Linked DNA regions of Macaca mulatta: region 2 is linked to region 1. A link is a contact called in public Hi-C data. All regions are on one chromosome and are shown on one strand. Each heading gives the region's core, a stretch centred on a gene start, on an enhancer-like site or on the middle of the called end of the contact. The rest is flanking DNA. Distances are from core to core; before and after follow the strand shown. Region 1 overlaps CRACD (capping protein inhibiting regulator of actin dynamics). Region 2 overlaps CRACD (capping protein inhibiting regulator of actin dynamics).

Region 1 (7,815 bases), core at 1,575-4,074:
TAAAAATAAAAAACGAAACTCCCACAACTCAATAATAAAATGACCTTCTCTCCCAGTTTTTTTAATGAGCAAAGGATTCGAATAGACATCACTCCACAAAAGTTATAAAAATATCAATTAACACATTAACCATGCTTGCTCAACATCATTAGCCACCAGGGAAGTGCAAATCAAAACCACAAACAAGATACTATTTCACACCCATTAGGAAGGCTACAACCAAAAAAGACAGACAATAACAAGTGTTGATGAAGATATGTAGGGATTGGAACCCTCACACATTGCTGGTGGGAATATAAAATATTAAAGGTTTAGGGTAATTTTTAGTCCTGATCCCATACCTTCACTTTATAAATGGGGAAAACAGGCTCAAAGAGGTGACAGTGCTATTAATGTTAGAAATGTGACTACAATCCAAGCCTGCCCATTTTGCACATGGTAGTGCTTTTTTCTTGAATAGCCCCATTCCCCATGTTCACCTCCTTCCTTTGTCTAATTCCTCTCCATCCTTGAGTTTTCTGCACAAATGTGCCTTCTTTTTTTTTTTTTTTTTTTTTTTTTTTTGAGACGGAGTCTTGCTCTGTCACCCAGGCTGGAGTGCAGTGGCCGGATCTCAGCTCACTGCAAGCTCCGCCTCCCGGGTTTACGCCATTCTCCTGCCTCAGCCTCCCGAGTAGCTGGGACTACAGGCGCCCGCCACCTCGCCCGGCTATTTTTTTGTATTTTTTAGTAGAGACGGGGTTTCACCGTGTTAGCCGGGATCGTCTCTCGATCTCCTGACCTCGTGATCCGCCCATCTCGGCCTCCCAAAGTGCTGGGATTACAGGCTTGAGCCACCGCGCCTGGCCAAATGTGCCTTCTTTAGGAGAGCAAGCTTTCTCTGATTCCCTCAGCCTAGATCAGGCCCCTCCCCCTGACATTGTTCTCACAGCTTCCTTGACCTTTCCCTAAAAGTAAGCCTTGTGACTTGCCATTGATTGTATTTCCAGCCTCTAACGCTGGGCCTGGCACATAGCAGCTATTCAGTAAGCATTTATTCAGTGAATGAATGCATGATTATTGTTCTTCGCCATACTGACTTTTCCCACTGGACAAGTCAGTGTTCATCTAATTTGGCCTCCAGTTTCCCACCTTGGTAAAGAGTATCACAGTCCCTCTGACCTGCTGGAAAAGGAAGAATCCACAGTTGGTGTCATGAGACATCATGTCACCAGTGAAATTATAGTGAAGTTCAGGTTCCCGGCTTATCCTTGTGTGCATTGATTCACCTGATCTTGCTGCTTTTCAGAGGATGAAGTCAGAAAGGACCTGTTATACTTGATTGTTTATCCTCTATCCTTAGGAACATGGAATGTGCTGAAATTGAATAGGGAATGGTGAAAAGGTGCAAATAAATAAATAAAATTAGGGATTTTATTTAAATAAAAATTAAATAAAAATTAGGGACTAAGCAGGAAAATCAACAGAGCTGAGCTGAAGAAGTCTAGAGAAAAAGAAGGTTGATGAATCAGTTATAGCAGGGGTCCCCAACCCCCAGGTGGTGAACCAGTACTGGTCTGTGGCCTGTTAGGAACCAGGCCGCACAGCAGGAGGTAAGTGGCAGGCAAGGGGGCGTTACTGCCTGAGCTCCACCTCCTATCAGCTCAGCAGCGGCATTAGATTCTCATGGGAGCATGAACCCTATTGTGAACTGTGCATGCGAGGGATCTAGGTGGCGTGCTTTTTATGAGAGTTTAATGCCTGATAATCTGAGGTGGAACAGTTTCATCCTGAAACAATCCTCCCACCCCCTGTCCATGAAAAAATTGTCTTCCACAAAACCGGTTCCTGGTGCTGAAAAGGTTGGGGACTGCTGAGGTATAGCGATTCTTAGAGATACAATATGTTGTAAATGCAGCAGAACAGGAGCTAGGGACCTCTCGGGAAGCCAGGTGTTTCACTCGAGAGCTGTGTGACCCTAACCTAGCTAGCCCCTTCATCTCCCAGGATTACTAGAAGGACAAAAATGCACATGACATTGTGCTATCTGCAATAAAGCACTTTAAAAAGCAGGTTAATATTAGTATTGAGATGAAGAGAATATTGATGACTACTATTTCCAGAGCATTAACCAGAGGAAAATTGATTCAAATGACAGCTACAGAGGTTTATGAAAAGATCTTTCTCCACATGGGGAAACGGAGTGGAATAAATAGCATGGAAGCCTGTGAAGTGGACTTTAGAGGCAAGTTAGAGGATCACTTGTCCTAGGTGCTATAGACACAGGACTGAACTTTACAGACTGCAGTAGATGACCCTCTGACTTCCAATTCTAAGATTCTCCCTTTGAGATTCCAAACTTTCCTCCTCTTCCTTGAATTTATATGACATACCCGGTTTCTTTTGTAATTAACAGATAATTTGGTACACTATAGCCTATCAAGTACCATATATTTTGATAGAATACCCAAGTTCTGGATGAGCCTCTAAATCAGATAATCTGACTCCAGTCGCTTCCAGCAATTCTAGTTTGTTTGATGAGGGTATTTAATTGCTCTTTAACATTTCATTTGAATGAGACTCACGAATCTATTTAGGAAGAAAACTGCTGATCAATTGCAATTGCCCCTGTTGTCATGGAAACAAGCTGAAATGGGACTATAATTATATTTCCTTATTCCTGAAGTGAATCCCTAATCATTGCCATAGTAATTACCCAATATCTATGGTCCCAAATTACATGATTCTTGTCCAAAAAAGACAAAGGATAAGGAATAGGAGGGCTGGCCTGAGGCATGCATTCACTGTGCAGCTGCAGAAAGCCTTCTCCTTTTTTGGATGGGAAGAATTTCCCTCTGTAGGCTCGCACTCCACAGTTGGATGATGTCAGCAGGTCTTAGATTGTGCCCAGTGCTTAGAAGAGTGGCTCGAAAGCTGTATCAGGTAGGACGATTTCAGTTATAACAGAAATCAGAACTACTAGCATCTTCAACAGGAATCAAGTATATTGTCTGATGGACCAGAAAGTCTGGAAGACTTTCCAGGTTCCAAGGTTGGTTGATGAAATGGCCCAGCAACATCCCCAGGATCCAATCTGAGTCCCTTTTTCTCTGGCATCCTCGGGGAGTGGCCTCTTGTCCTCAGGTTTGTTCCCTCGTGGTCACAAGATGACTGTCACAGTTCCAGGTGTCACAGGAGGATGACAAAGACCACGGACAGAAAGAAGGCAGTTCCTGTCTTGTATTATGGTGAATGCGGAGAACTTTCTCAGAAATGCCTCTGCCTACCAAACTTCCCCTTGCTTTTCATTGTTCCTTTCGCATAGACGCTATCTTTAGCAGATAGTGGCATCAGACAACAGAGCTTAAAATGGAGATTGCTCTTCCTGAGGCCTCTCTGCTCTCCTTAGCACTAAGTGCCTGGTGGGTGGGAGACGGAGTAGCATGGCTGCAGGGCTAACTTAGTTTGTTTTACTTTCCTTTGCAACCTCTCTCTCTGCTCTGACCTTCCAATGTGCTGAGCTCCAGGCCGCAGACCCAGCATACACCTCTGTCTCTTCTCTCCCCTTCCTCCAGATAGGTATGAGCATAGAGCACTGGGCCTGGGTGTCAGCATCCCAGGACCATGGGGTGTGACATCCTTTGCTCTCAGGCAGCAGCACATGCCACCAAGAAAGAAGGGCAGCCTCCTGGGGAGAAGTAGAGTCACAATACAGGGAGTTGTGCACGTGAGTCATCCGTCCAGGTGAGCTAGACTAGAAGAGAGAATCCAGACGCAGACCTAGAAGCATAGTGTGGTAGCTGTTTTTTGGTCACTTAGCCATTAGCATCCAGTTCCCCTTCTCGAGTCAAGGTGACCCCCTGAAAGCTCCTTCCCTTTTAGGGAGTCGTCTTTACCTTGCTGTGTATAGCTCTGATAGGACATAGTGCCTGCTTCCTAGGACAGAAATCAAAAGGATCAGATCTTCCACCTCCATTCCCACTGCAGCCTGGCATGAGCCTGCAACCCAGCCTGGCCAATCACATGTTCTCCCTTAGGACTTTGACTTGGCCGGTGAGTCAAAGATGTAAGGAACACAACTTCTAGGAAGAGTAGTTACCGGCTCACTCTGGCCTAATGGCGGCTGTGGCTCCTGATGCCTAGGCTCTAGAACTCTCCTACCTAACTCCAGTGTTTTTCCAAGCCTGCAGTCTGGCTTCTTTTGTTCTGTGAGCCTCCACTATACTTCTAGTACATTTTCTTTAGGTTGAGTAAGACAAAGTTTCTGTTGCCTACAGCTCAGAATGGTAACTGACACATGTAGACACCAGGAAACTAGATGTGAGAGAGAAGGTTTGAAATAGAAAGTAGGAAGCAAAGCCTGGAGCAGTTACCTGGTTTAAGTTGAAAAGAAGGCTCAAAAAGCCTTGAGAGAGGCTGAACAGCCTCCTGACTTGCCCACCCATTGGCTTCTTGGAGCTTTGTGAAGTGACCTCATGGAAAACAGCCATGATCTGAACATATTCTGCATTTTCCCATAACACATCTGCATCACACTTTCCATTACCTCGGTGACCTCTCTACAGAAAACCCACCTAGTAAACCAACTCACCCTACAGTAGTTATCATTTTCTCATCCATTGAAAATGTTTGGTGGGGCACAGCGGCTCACACCTGTGATACTAGCACTTTGGGAGGCTGAGGTGGGAGGATTCCTTGAGCCCAGGAGTTTCAGACTAGCCTGGTCAACATAGTAAGAACCCATCCTAAAGTGGAAAAAAAAAAAAAAAAAAAAGGCTGACAAATTTGATAATGAAAGCACTATGGGAAAAACAGATAATAGATGTGATCCCTGACCTCATGCCACACATGAGGTGCTGGGGTGGAGATAAGATGGTATCACTATTGTCAGTAAAATCACATTGGCCAGGCACGGTGTCTCACGCCTCTAATCCCAGCACTTTGGGATGCCAAGGCAGGTGGATCGCCTGAGGTTAGGAGTTCAAGACCAGCCTAACCAACATGGTGAAACCCCATCTCTACTAAAAATGTAAAAATTAGCCAGACGTGGTAGTGGGCACCTATAATCCCAGCTACTTGGGAGGCTGAAGCAGGAGAATTGCTTGAACCCAGAAGACGGAGGGTTGCAGTGAGCTGACACGGTGCCACTGCACTCCAGCCTGGGCTACAGAGTAAGATTCTGTCTCAAAAAAAAAAAAATCACATCTGTGTTTTGCTTTACAACATGCAAAGTACTTTTATGTTCTCTCTTGTTAACGTCTTGGTTACAGTAACCGTAACATCAAACAGTATGAGATTCATGCAAAGGGATTCCTGAGGGACAAAAGGGAGCAAGAAAAGGTGTATGGGGTTGATAAGGTTTGAGCTGGACCTCAAAATACGGTGTATTAGTCTGTTTTCACATTGATATAACGAGACTGTGTGATTTATACGGAAAAGAGGTTTAATGGACTCACAGTTCCACAAGCTTAACAGGAAGCATGGCTGGGAGGCCTCAGGAAGCTTACAGTCATGCTGAAAGGTGAAGGGGTAGCACACACATCTTACCATGGTAGAGCAGGAGAGACAAAGAGAGAAGGGGGAAGTGCCACACACTTTTCAACCATCATATCTTGTGAGAATGCACTCACTATCACAAGAACAGCATGACGGAATCCACCCCCATGATCCAGTCACTTCCCACCAGGCCGCCCCTCCAATTCAACATGAGATTTGGGCGGGGACACAAATCCAAACCACATCAGTGGGTAAGGACCGAATTGTGAGACTGGCACTGGGCAGTCCGTGCAGCAGAAGAGCCGATGCGGTAATAGAACCCAGTGATGGTATTTGAGGAACTGACAGGTCAGGTTTGCCTCTTGGGTGCTTGAAGTAGGGTGACATTAGATAATAACTTTTTTTTTAGGAGACAGTGTCTTGCTCTGTCACAAAGGCTGGAGTGCAGTGGTGAGATCACAGCTCACTGCAGCCTCAAACTCCTGAATTCAAGCAGTCCTCCCACCTCAGCCTCCTGAGTAGCTGGGACGACAGGCACGGGCCACCACGCCCCATGATTTTTTTTATTTTTTATTTTTAGAGACAGGGTCTTGTAGTGTTGTTGCCCAGGCTGGTCTCAGACTCCTGGCCTCAAGCCATCCTCCTGCCTTGGTCTCCCAAAGCACTAGGATGATAGGTGTGAGTCACCATGCCCAGCACTGCTTACACCATTCTTCGTGTCTTACATATCATACATTTAATTCTAGTGAAAGCTCTGTGAGGTAGGGCCTATTATTATCCCCAGTTAACAGTTAAGGAAACTTCAACATAAAAAGTAATAATAAAAATAAAAGCTTCACCTGAGCAAAGGTTACAGTATGTGAGCCCTAACCATTGCTGCTGGCATGCTTATGAGCATAATCATCCTATCCATATACTATTCCAGCAAATTGCGATGACCCATCCAGGCCTCCACTGAGTTTGCTAAGCTCTTGACAACTTTAAGCACAGAAATAGGCCCTTCAAAATGCCCTGTATTTTGATGTATTTGCTACCAAAGTGAGCCTGACAGTACTGTGTTATTTGTTCTATAACAGCCTTTTATTTTCTTTTATTTTTAGAGGCAGGGCCTTTGTCACCTAGGCTGGAGTGCAGTGACGTGATCATAACTCACTGCAGCCTCGGATTCCTGGGCTCAAGCAATCTGCCTGCTTCAGCCTCCTGAGTAGCAGGGACTGCAGATGTGCAGCACTATGCCTGGCTGAATTTTTTTTTTTTTCTTTTTTTTTAGATACAGAGTCTCACTCTGTTACCCAGGCTGGAGTCAAGTGGCACGATTTTGGCTCAGTGCAACCTCTGTCTCCCAGGTTCAAGGGATTCTTCTGTCTCAGCCTCCCGAGTAGCTGGGTTTACAGGCATGAACCACCATGCCCAGCTAATTTTTATTTTTTTAGTAGAGGGGGTTTCACCATCTTGGCCAGGGTGGTGTTGAACTCCTGACCTCAGGCGATCTGCCTACCTCGGCCTCCCACAGTGCTGGGATTATAGGCAAGAGTCACTGTGCCCAGTCAACCTGGCTAATTTTTTAAATTATTTTTTGTAGAGATGGGCTCTTGCCATGGTTCCCAGGCTGATCTTGAATTCCTGGGTTCAAACTATTCTCCCTGCTCAAAGCGTTGGGATTATAGCCATTATCCAGCATGCCTGGCCCTAAAGTAGTCGTTTGGAGCCTCTAGGTAGAATCTTGGAGTTAATTCATCTAACTCTGGGTAAATGAAAGGAAAGAGGAGGTGGAGTAAAGGAGAAACACCAATGTGTGTTTCCTGCTGTCTTTCTAAACCCATAATGAGTTAGATCAGAGGGCTTAAATGTTTTAAGATGTAGGTAGAACAGGACCCTGTAAACCTCTGTGAGTTTTTCTTAGTGCTAAATGCATCTTCCCTTAGAATTGACTCAACCTATTCAAAGCCTCTAGTCTGTAGCTAATAGTTCCTGGAGTGGGTTCATGATATTTGAACCTTCTTGGGTAGGAGTTGCATGGATGACACCCTAGGGGCTATTGTTCTGTGCATCAGGTACCAGGATCAGGTTTTCAAGAACTGACTTCAAAATTTCCCATGATTTTAGGCAAATGTCAAGGATTTTTCCTCTTTTCCTTTTTTCTCCTTCTTTTCTTAATTTCCTCCTCTTCTTCCTACCTTCCTTCTCCTACTCTTGTATTTTTAAAAAAATCCATTTTTATATCAGATTCAGAGAGTACATGTATAGGTTTGTTACAAGGGTGTATTACATCATGCTGAGGTTTGAGCTTCATTTAATCCTGTCACTCAGATAGTGAACAAAGTACCCAATAGGCAATGT
Region 2 (7,815 bases), core at 2,938-5,437, 65 kb before region 1:
CTGCAAGCTTCGCCTCCTGGGTTTACGCCATTCTCCTGCCTCAGCCTCCCGAGTAGCTGGGAGTACAGGCGCCCGCCACCTCGCCCGGCTAGTTTTTTTTTGTATTTTTTAGTAGAGACAGGGTTTCACCATGTTAGCCAGGATGGTCTCGATCTCCTGACCTCGTGATCCGCCCGTCTCGGCCTCCCAAAGTGCTGGGATTACAGGCTTGAGCCACCACGCCCGGCCTACTTTCTTAATAAACTTACTTACACTTTACTCTGTGGACATGCCCTGAGTTCGTTCTTGTGCAAGAGGCAAGCACCCTTTCTTGGGGTCTGTATCAGGACCCCTTTCCAGTAACACTTCCACATGTAAATGTTGGCATAGCTGGACAGTGGAGTAGTTAATTCTTTTGAAACTAAGGATCTCATTTTTACCTCGAATGTTGGCTTGGGCTCTCATATCCCCTTGATCAACTTAGCCAATGATTTTTCCCTACCAAAGTACGCACAAAAAAAGAAACAAAGTAGGGAGAACACAAAAATACCTGCAAATTTCCAAAGCCTAAGTTTGCCACCCCTGCAATATTGCCATTTACTACCAGTTTCTGACCCAGTCAGATATCTAAGGCCTCTAAATGGATCCAAGCCAGTTAGTTATTGGATCCATTCTGATCCTGGACCCAGCCCAGTTTCTGTCATCACTTCCAAATCCAGTTTGCATCAGAAATTTGCTCAAACAAACTCAGAGAACTCATAACACAAATCTGTGGAGCTTTGGAATCCAAGAGAGAACTTACCATGGCCCTCAGTTGCTGAATGAAAGCAGTGGACACAATGGGCCTAGCAGGTAAAATCTCTTGGTCATTCAGTACTCCTGGAGGTCTCTGTAAGCTCTACTTTGGATCTCACTTCAGATACCATCTGTTAAAAGACAAACCTTAGACAAAGTAAAGAGTTTAATTCAGACCAGGCGCAGTGGGTCACACCTATAATCCCAGCACTTTGGGAGGCCGAAGCAGGTGGATCACCTGAGGTTAGGGGTTTGAGACCAGCCTGACCAACATGGAGAAACCCCATCGTTACTAAAAATACAAAATTAGCCAGGCATGGTGGTGTATGCCTGTAATCCCAGCTATTCAGGGAGGCTGAGGCAGGAGAATCACTTGAACCCAGGAGGCAGAGGTTGCAGTGAGCCAAGATCGCGCCATTGCACTCCAGCCTGGGCAACAAGAGTGAAACTCCATCTCAAAAATAAAATGAAATAAAATAAGTTTAATTGAGCAAAGAATAAGTCATGAATCAGGGATCACCTCTACTTCACCAGCCCCTACACCCCCAATCCCCAGGCCAGAGTACATGCAGAGAGACTCCAGTACAGCCACATTTTGGAAGATTTATGGACAGAAAAAGGAAAGTGACATCAGTAAATGGAAGTGAGGTGTGGAAACAGCTGGATTGGTTACACAGTTCGGTGTTTGCCTTATTTCTGGATTGGTTACAGTTTGGCATTTGCCTTATTTGAACACAGTTTGAACAGTTGGTCACCTTTGATTGGCCAGTACTTGGTGATTAGCACAAGAGTAGTATGCTCTGTTTACATAAATAGTTGGGTTACAGTTTACTATGGGGAAACCTTTTGGCTGAACTTAAAATATGTAAAGATAGCTTTAGGCTAAACCTAGTTTAACAGCTGAATGACCAACTGAAATAAATTTTTAGGAAAATATCCAGTAAACCTGAAGATAATAAGAAAGCTGAATAGTCACATTCAGGGTAGAAAGTATGAGAAACAGATTGGTAAGACTCAGGTAATTTTCTCCTTGCTGTGAATTTCTTGTCTTAGTCCATTCAGCTGTTTTAACAAAATACCACCCTGGGTGGTTTATAAACAACAGAAACTGATTTCTCACAGTTCTAAAGGCTGGAAAATCCAAGATCGAGGCACTGTCCGATTTGGTGTCTGGTGAGGGCCTGCTTCCTTGTAGACGGCTGACTTCTCACTGTCAGTCCACATCATGAAAGGGGTGAGGGGTTTCTCTCAGATTTTTTTTGTAATTAAAAAAAAAATAACAAACCTGCACATGTATTTTTTTATTTAAAAAATATAGGCCGGGCATGGTGGCTCACACCTGTAATCCCAGCACTTTGGGAGGCCGAGGTGGGCAGATTATGAGGTCAGGAGATCGACACCATCCTGGCCAACATGATGAAAATCCATCTCCACTAAAAATGCAAAAATTAGCTGGGCATGGCAGCACTTGCCTGTAGTCCCAGCCACTCGGGAGACTGAGGCAGGAGAATTGCTGGAACCCAGGAGGCAGAGGTTGCAGTGAGCCGATATCGTGCCACTGCACTCCAACCTGGAGACATAGACTCTCTCTCTCTCTCTCCCCCCCCCCCATTTCTCCCTCTCTCTCTCTCTCTATATGTGTGTGTGTGTGTGTGTGTGTGTGTGTGTATAAAACAGTTTTTTTTTTAAGCACAGTGGCTCACGCCTATAATCCCAGCACTTTGGGAGGCTGAAGTAGGCAAATCATAAGGTCAGGAGTTCAAGACCAGTCTGACCAACCTAGTGAAACCCTGTCTCTACTAAAAACACGAAAAATTAGTTGGGTGTGGTGGCGTGCACCTATAATCCTGGCTGCTCGGGAGGCTGAGGCAGGAGAATCATGTGAACCTGCGAGGCAGAGGTTGCAGTGAGCTGAGATTGCACCATTGCGCTCCAGCCCGGGCAACAGTGCGAGACTCCGTCTCAAAGAGAAAAAAAAAAAGAGACAGTGTACTGCTCTTTCACCCAGGCTGGAGTGCAGTGGCACAGTCATAGCTTACTCTAACTTCAAACTCCTGGGCTCAAGCATTCTTCCCACCTCAGCCTCCCAAGTAGCTAGGACCACAAGCACATACCACCACACTCAGCTAATTTTTTTAATTTTTAAAATTTTTTGTAGAGATGGGGTCTTACTATGTTGCCCAGGCTGGTCTTGAACTCCTGAGCTCAAGTGATCCTCTCACCTCAGCCTTCCAAAGCACTGGAGTCACCGTGCCTGGCTCATATGTCTTTATAAGGACACTAATCCCATTCATGAGAGCACTGCCCTAATGACCTAGTCATTTCCTGGAGGCCCCACCTCCTAATACCATCACCTTGGCAGTTAGAATTTCAGCATATTGGCTGGGTGCGGTGGCTCACACCTGTAATTCCAGCACTTTGGGAGGCCAAGGCGGGCACATCACGAGGTCAGGAGATCGAGACCATCCTGGCTAACATGGTGAAACCCCATCTCTACTAAAAATACAAAAAAAGTTAGCCGGGCGTGGTGGTGGGTGCCTGCAGTCCCAGCTACTCAGGAGGCTGAGGCAGGAGAGTGGCGTGAACCTGGGAAGTGGAGCTTGCAGTGAGCGGAGATCACGCCACTGCACTCCAGCCTGGGCGACAGAGCGAGACTCCCTCTCAAAAAAAGAAAAAAAAAAAAAAAAAAAGAATTTCAGTATATTAATCCTGGGGCAACATAAATATTTAGTCCATTGCACTTGTGCATATGATAGAATTGGCATATGATGATTGAATTGGCAGTTTATCAGAATGCATATTTACTGCCTTGTTTTACTTTATTTGTATCTTGTCTCTTCAACTGGACTATGAGCTCTTGAGAAACGAATCTAAGTCTGTCACCTGTTTATGCCCTTGACAGTCTCTAGCACAATGTCACACATAGAGACAGCACAATAGATATTTGTTGATTGCCTGATTGAAACCATGGATGGTGATCTAGTTAGGTTTTTTTTTTGTTTTTTTTTTTTTTAAATTCAAAATTTTGCTCACTGAATAGTATTACTATCCTCAATTTATCTTTTGGATGCTGAGGTTGAAGGTGACTAAGAGAATTATGCCATTCTTCCGGTTGTTCTAAATGCATTATTGATTAGTAACAGAATTGACTAGCATAAATGGCAGTTGGGGATTTTCTTCCTCTCTTTTATCTTGTGTCATTTTAGCAGAAACTGAAGGATGATTTCCAAGCCTTCTAAAAGAACTGCATGATAAATAACTGCAGGGTAAATTAATATGCTCTTAATAGATGAGAGCAAAACAAGGGACCAGGTCTGGCTGTCCTGATTTTGCTTTTCTTGTTCAGCCCACTGGTGGGAGTAGCCCTTGCTCTTGGTTCAGGTCCCAGCTCCTCCCTTGCTTGTCTGTAGCTGTGGGTGAGTCATGGCAACCTTGTTGGCCCTACCTTTTCCAATTGTAAAAGAGAAATGCATTGCCACCAGATGATGTCTTAAAGCGCCTCCAACTTCTGGAATGGGAGACCCTCTGGAAACACAAAGCTGTGTGGTTGCAGGAAATGGGCTCTTTGCATGATAACTAACTCGTCTTCCTCTCTCCCCCAACCAGATTTCCTGCTGAGGTAAGTAATGTGGAGTGGGTTTTTTGTTCTTTTTCTTCAGCCTTCTGTTCCTTTTGTGTATGTCTGGCCTTGTAAATGTGGTGAATAAATGCTATAATTATAACCCTTTTTGACAGCTCTGTAATTTAATTGTAATTCATTCTGAGCATCTATTTAAGACAATGTTGTGTATTGAAGATACAGCTGTTCCAGTCTCATCTGCTAAACTGACAGGCATCGGTTGGAATCATAGTCCCAGTAACTGTAGGAACTTCCGATCTATTCAAGACCAAATAGAGGCTTAGACTCTCTGTGTGGGGGGTGTGTGTGTGTGTGTATCTGTGTGTGAGTGTGAAAGACTATGTTCCATATCCTAGTTTGGCAAAAGTGGTAATGTAGTATTTGGAGAGAAGCGGCATTTAAAATTGGCCTTTGCAGAAATATGAAAATTATTCTGAAGTAGAAAATCTCTCAGTTTTACTTTTTACAGAAAGCTAAGCTGTATATTTTTATTAACATTCAGAGGGGTCCCTCTGTAAACCTGGAATTGATTCCTGGTAGCACTGGCTGGGGGTCATTCTCATCAGATGTCTGAGTTTCCTAGGGACGCCACCCTAACAAAATACCACAAACTAGGTGGCTTGAACAACAGACTTATTGATTGCGTAAACCAAGAAGTATCTGAGACAAGTCTCAATCAATTTAGAAGTTTGTTTTGCCAAGGTTAAGGACATACTCATGACACAACCTCAGAAGGTCCTAACAACATTTGCCCAAGGTGGTTGGGCTTCAGCTTGGTTTTATACATTTTAGAGAGACATAAGATATCAATTAATACATGTAACATGTACATTGGTTCAGTCCAGAAGGGGGAGGTGGGGTGGGAGAGGGGAGGGCTTCCAGGTCCTAGGTGGATTGAAAGATTTTCTGGTTGGCAGCTGGTTGAAAGAGTTTATTTAAAGACCTGGAATCAATAGAAGGGAGTGTCTGGGTTAAGATAAGAGGTTGTGGAGACCAAAGTTCTTATTATGCAGATGGAGCCTCCAGGTAGCAGGCTTCAGAGAGAATAGATTGTAAATGTTTCTTATCAGACTTAAAGGGTCCCTTCTGTCAGTATTAAAGTCTCTGTTTTAATGTTAATGCTGGTAAGCTGTGCCTGAATTGCAAAGGGAGGAAGGTATAAATAATGAGGCATATTTGACCACCACTTCCTATAGCGGCCTGAATTGGTTTTTCAGATTAACTTTGGAATGCCCTCGGCCAAGAGGAAGGGTTCATTCAGTTGGTTGTGGGAACTTAGCATTTTGTTTCTGTTTTACAATCGTGTCACAGTTATGGAGGCTAGAAATCCAAAACCAAAGTGTTGGCAGGGTTGGCTCCTTCTGAGGGCTGTGAGGGAGAATCTTCTTCCAGCCTCTGTCCTGGCTTCTGGTAGCCTCAGGTGTTCCTCGGCTTGTACATGATGTTGCCCTTGTGTCTTTATGTTATCTTTCTCTAGGTGTGTCTTTGTCTCTAAATTTCCCCTTTCTGCAAGGACATCAGCCTTATTGGATTAGGGCCACCCTAATGACCCCATTTTAACTTGATTACTTCTGTAAAGACACTGTCTCCAAATAATGTTACATTCTGAGATAGCAGGGGTGAGGACTTCAAGATATCTTTTGGGGGGGGGACACAATTTAATCCCTAACAAATGTCTGCTTGAATATGCAGGAATTTTCTTCTTTTCTTTTTTTTTCCTTTCTTTTTTTTCAAGTAGAGACAGGGTCTCACTTGTTATCCAGGCTGGTCTCAAACTCCTGGGCTCAAGCAGTCCTCCTGCTTTGGCCTCCCCAAATATTGGCCTGCTTTCTTTCCCTCCCTTCCCCTTCCTTCCCTTCCCCATCCCTTCTCTTCCCCTCCCCTCCCTCCTTTCCTTCCCTTCTCCCCCCTTCCCCTTCCCTTCTCTTTACTTCTCCCCTCCTTCCCCTCCCCTCCCCCCTTCCCTTCCCTTCCCATCCCTCTTTTCTTTCAGCAGGCTCTCTGTCACCCAGGCTGGAGTGCAGTGGTATGATCATAGCTCACTGTAACCTCAAACTCCTGGCCTCAAGCAATTCTCTTGCTTCAGCCCCACAAAGTGTTACAATTACAGTCATGAGCCACCATGCCCAGCCTAGAAATTTTCTTCCTATGACTGCAAATAATTTCAGTCCCCAAGGCTTTTAGATAATTTCAGGAAGAATCTCACAAGAATTCTGTATTTCATAATGATATTGTTCTTCTCATTAATTTTGGGCTATAACATAGAGAAATAAATTTACTATCTTTCTTGATATTTTGCCAAGTAGTTGCAGAGTAATGTGTTGTGCCTTTTAACCTTCATTGCCCTGAATATAGCTTCTGGAATGTGAGATGTTATGAAAGAATCTATAATGGGGCACCTCAGAACTTTCTTACTGGTAAATGAATTGAAAATGGACTCATCTAATTGAAGATGAATAACTTGCCTCTCCCCCATCCCCTAGTTCTCTTCTTACCTTACTTTTACTCCCTGTTGCAAGAGGAAGTTTGAATATAATTCAAGAAGGTGCTCCTAGAGTAACAGGAAAGTCCTTCATTTGAGGATTCTGGTGGGCGAGACCACAGTAGGTTATGAAACAAATTTGAGAACAATAAGATTAAGGAAATGGAATGGAGATAACTCAATGTAATAGAAATAACAGTAAAATGAATATTAGGTTTTTTTGTTTTTGTTTTTGTTTTTTTTTTTTTGAGACAGAGTCTTGCTCTGTCGCCCAGGCTGGAGTGCAGTGGTGTGATCTCAGCTCATTGCAACCTCTGCCTCCTGGAAAGTGATTCTCATGCCTCAGCCTCCCGAGTAGCTGGAGATTAGAGGTGTGTGCCACCACTCCTGACTAATTTTTATATTTTTAGTAGAGATGGGATTTTGCCATGTTGGCCGGGCTGGTCTTGAACTCCTGGCCTCAAGAGAGAACAATAAGATTGTTATTTCAGCCTCCCAAAGTGCTGTGATTACAGACGTGAGCTCCCAGGCTCCGCTGAAATCAATATTAGGAAAACATCCTGGTCAAGGTTATGGATTCAACTCATGTGATCTTGGAGAAGTATGTTCACCTTTTGTTTAGTAAGAGTTCATTGTGGGGATTGGATCACTAGGTGATTTCTCAGATACTTTCTAGCTTAAAGTTCCACGATTCCAGGGACAGTTAGATAGTCATGATTTAGGTCATTGCTTAAATGTGTGTGTTTAGTAAGAAGTTGTAAAAGGTATTGGGTAAGAGATTTGTTATAATCTGTGAAAGCATAAATGACCATTTGGTGCATTCAGGCATTTAGGCTTACAGTATAATACTGCAGGCAGATAATATGAAGAAACTAATTGGGAATATTTGATTGAAAGAAATACAAGAAAGGAAATAAGATTACATTTGATTGAAAGAGGA

What was found. Hi-C and Micro-C count contacts between places; a contact is called where the count stands out from the background.
Region 2: a Hi-C map of fetal cortex germinal zone shows a contact between it and region 1, with 2.0 times the contacts expected there. The contact joins two enhancer-like sites. A contact is called at or near these places in 2 of 14 Hi-C or Micro-C datasets (fetal cortex germinal zone and fetal cortical plate).

The regions. Positions count from the first base shown.
Region 1 is chr5:77,183,825-77,191,639 of T2T-MMU8v2.0, reverse strand. The region is part of intron 3 of CRACD (capping protein inhibiting regulator of actin dynamics); the gene reads left to right. Among named protein-coding and RNA genes, the nearest start is that of AASDH, 92 kb to the right of the region's middle. Within about 2 kb of position 2,824, at least 6 of the 40 cell types and tissues checked have an H3K27ac peak or open chromatin away from gene starts, as enhancers often do. A contact at or near this core is called in fetal cortex germinal zone, where this site is marked.
Region 2 is chr5:77,250,538-77,258,352 of T2T-MMU8v2.0, reverse strand. All of the region lies in intron 2 of CRACD (capping protein inhibiting regulator of actin dynamics), which reads left to right. Among named protein-coding and RNA genes, the nearest start is that of AASDH, 160 kb to the right of the region's middle. Within about 2 kb of position 4,187, at least 6 of the 40 cell types and tissues checked have an H3K27ac peak or open chromatin away from gene starts, as enhancers often do. A contact at or near this core is called in fetal cortex germinal zone, where this site is marked.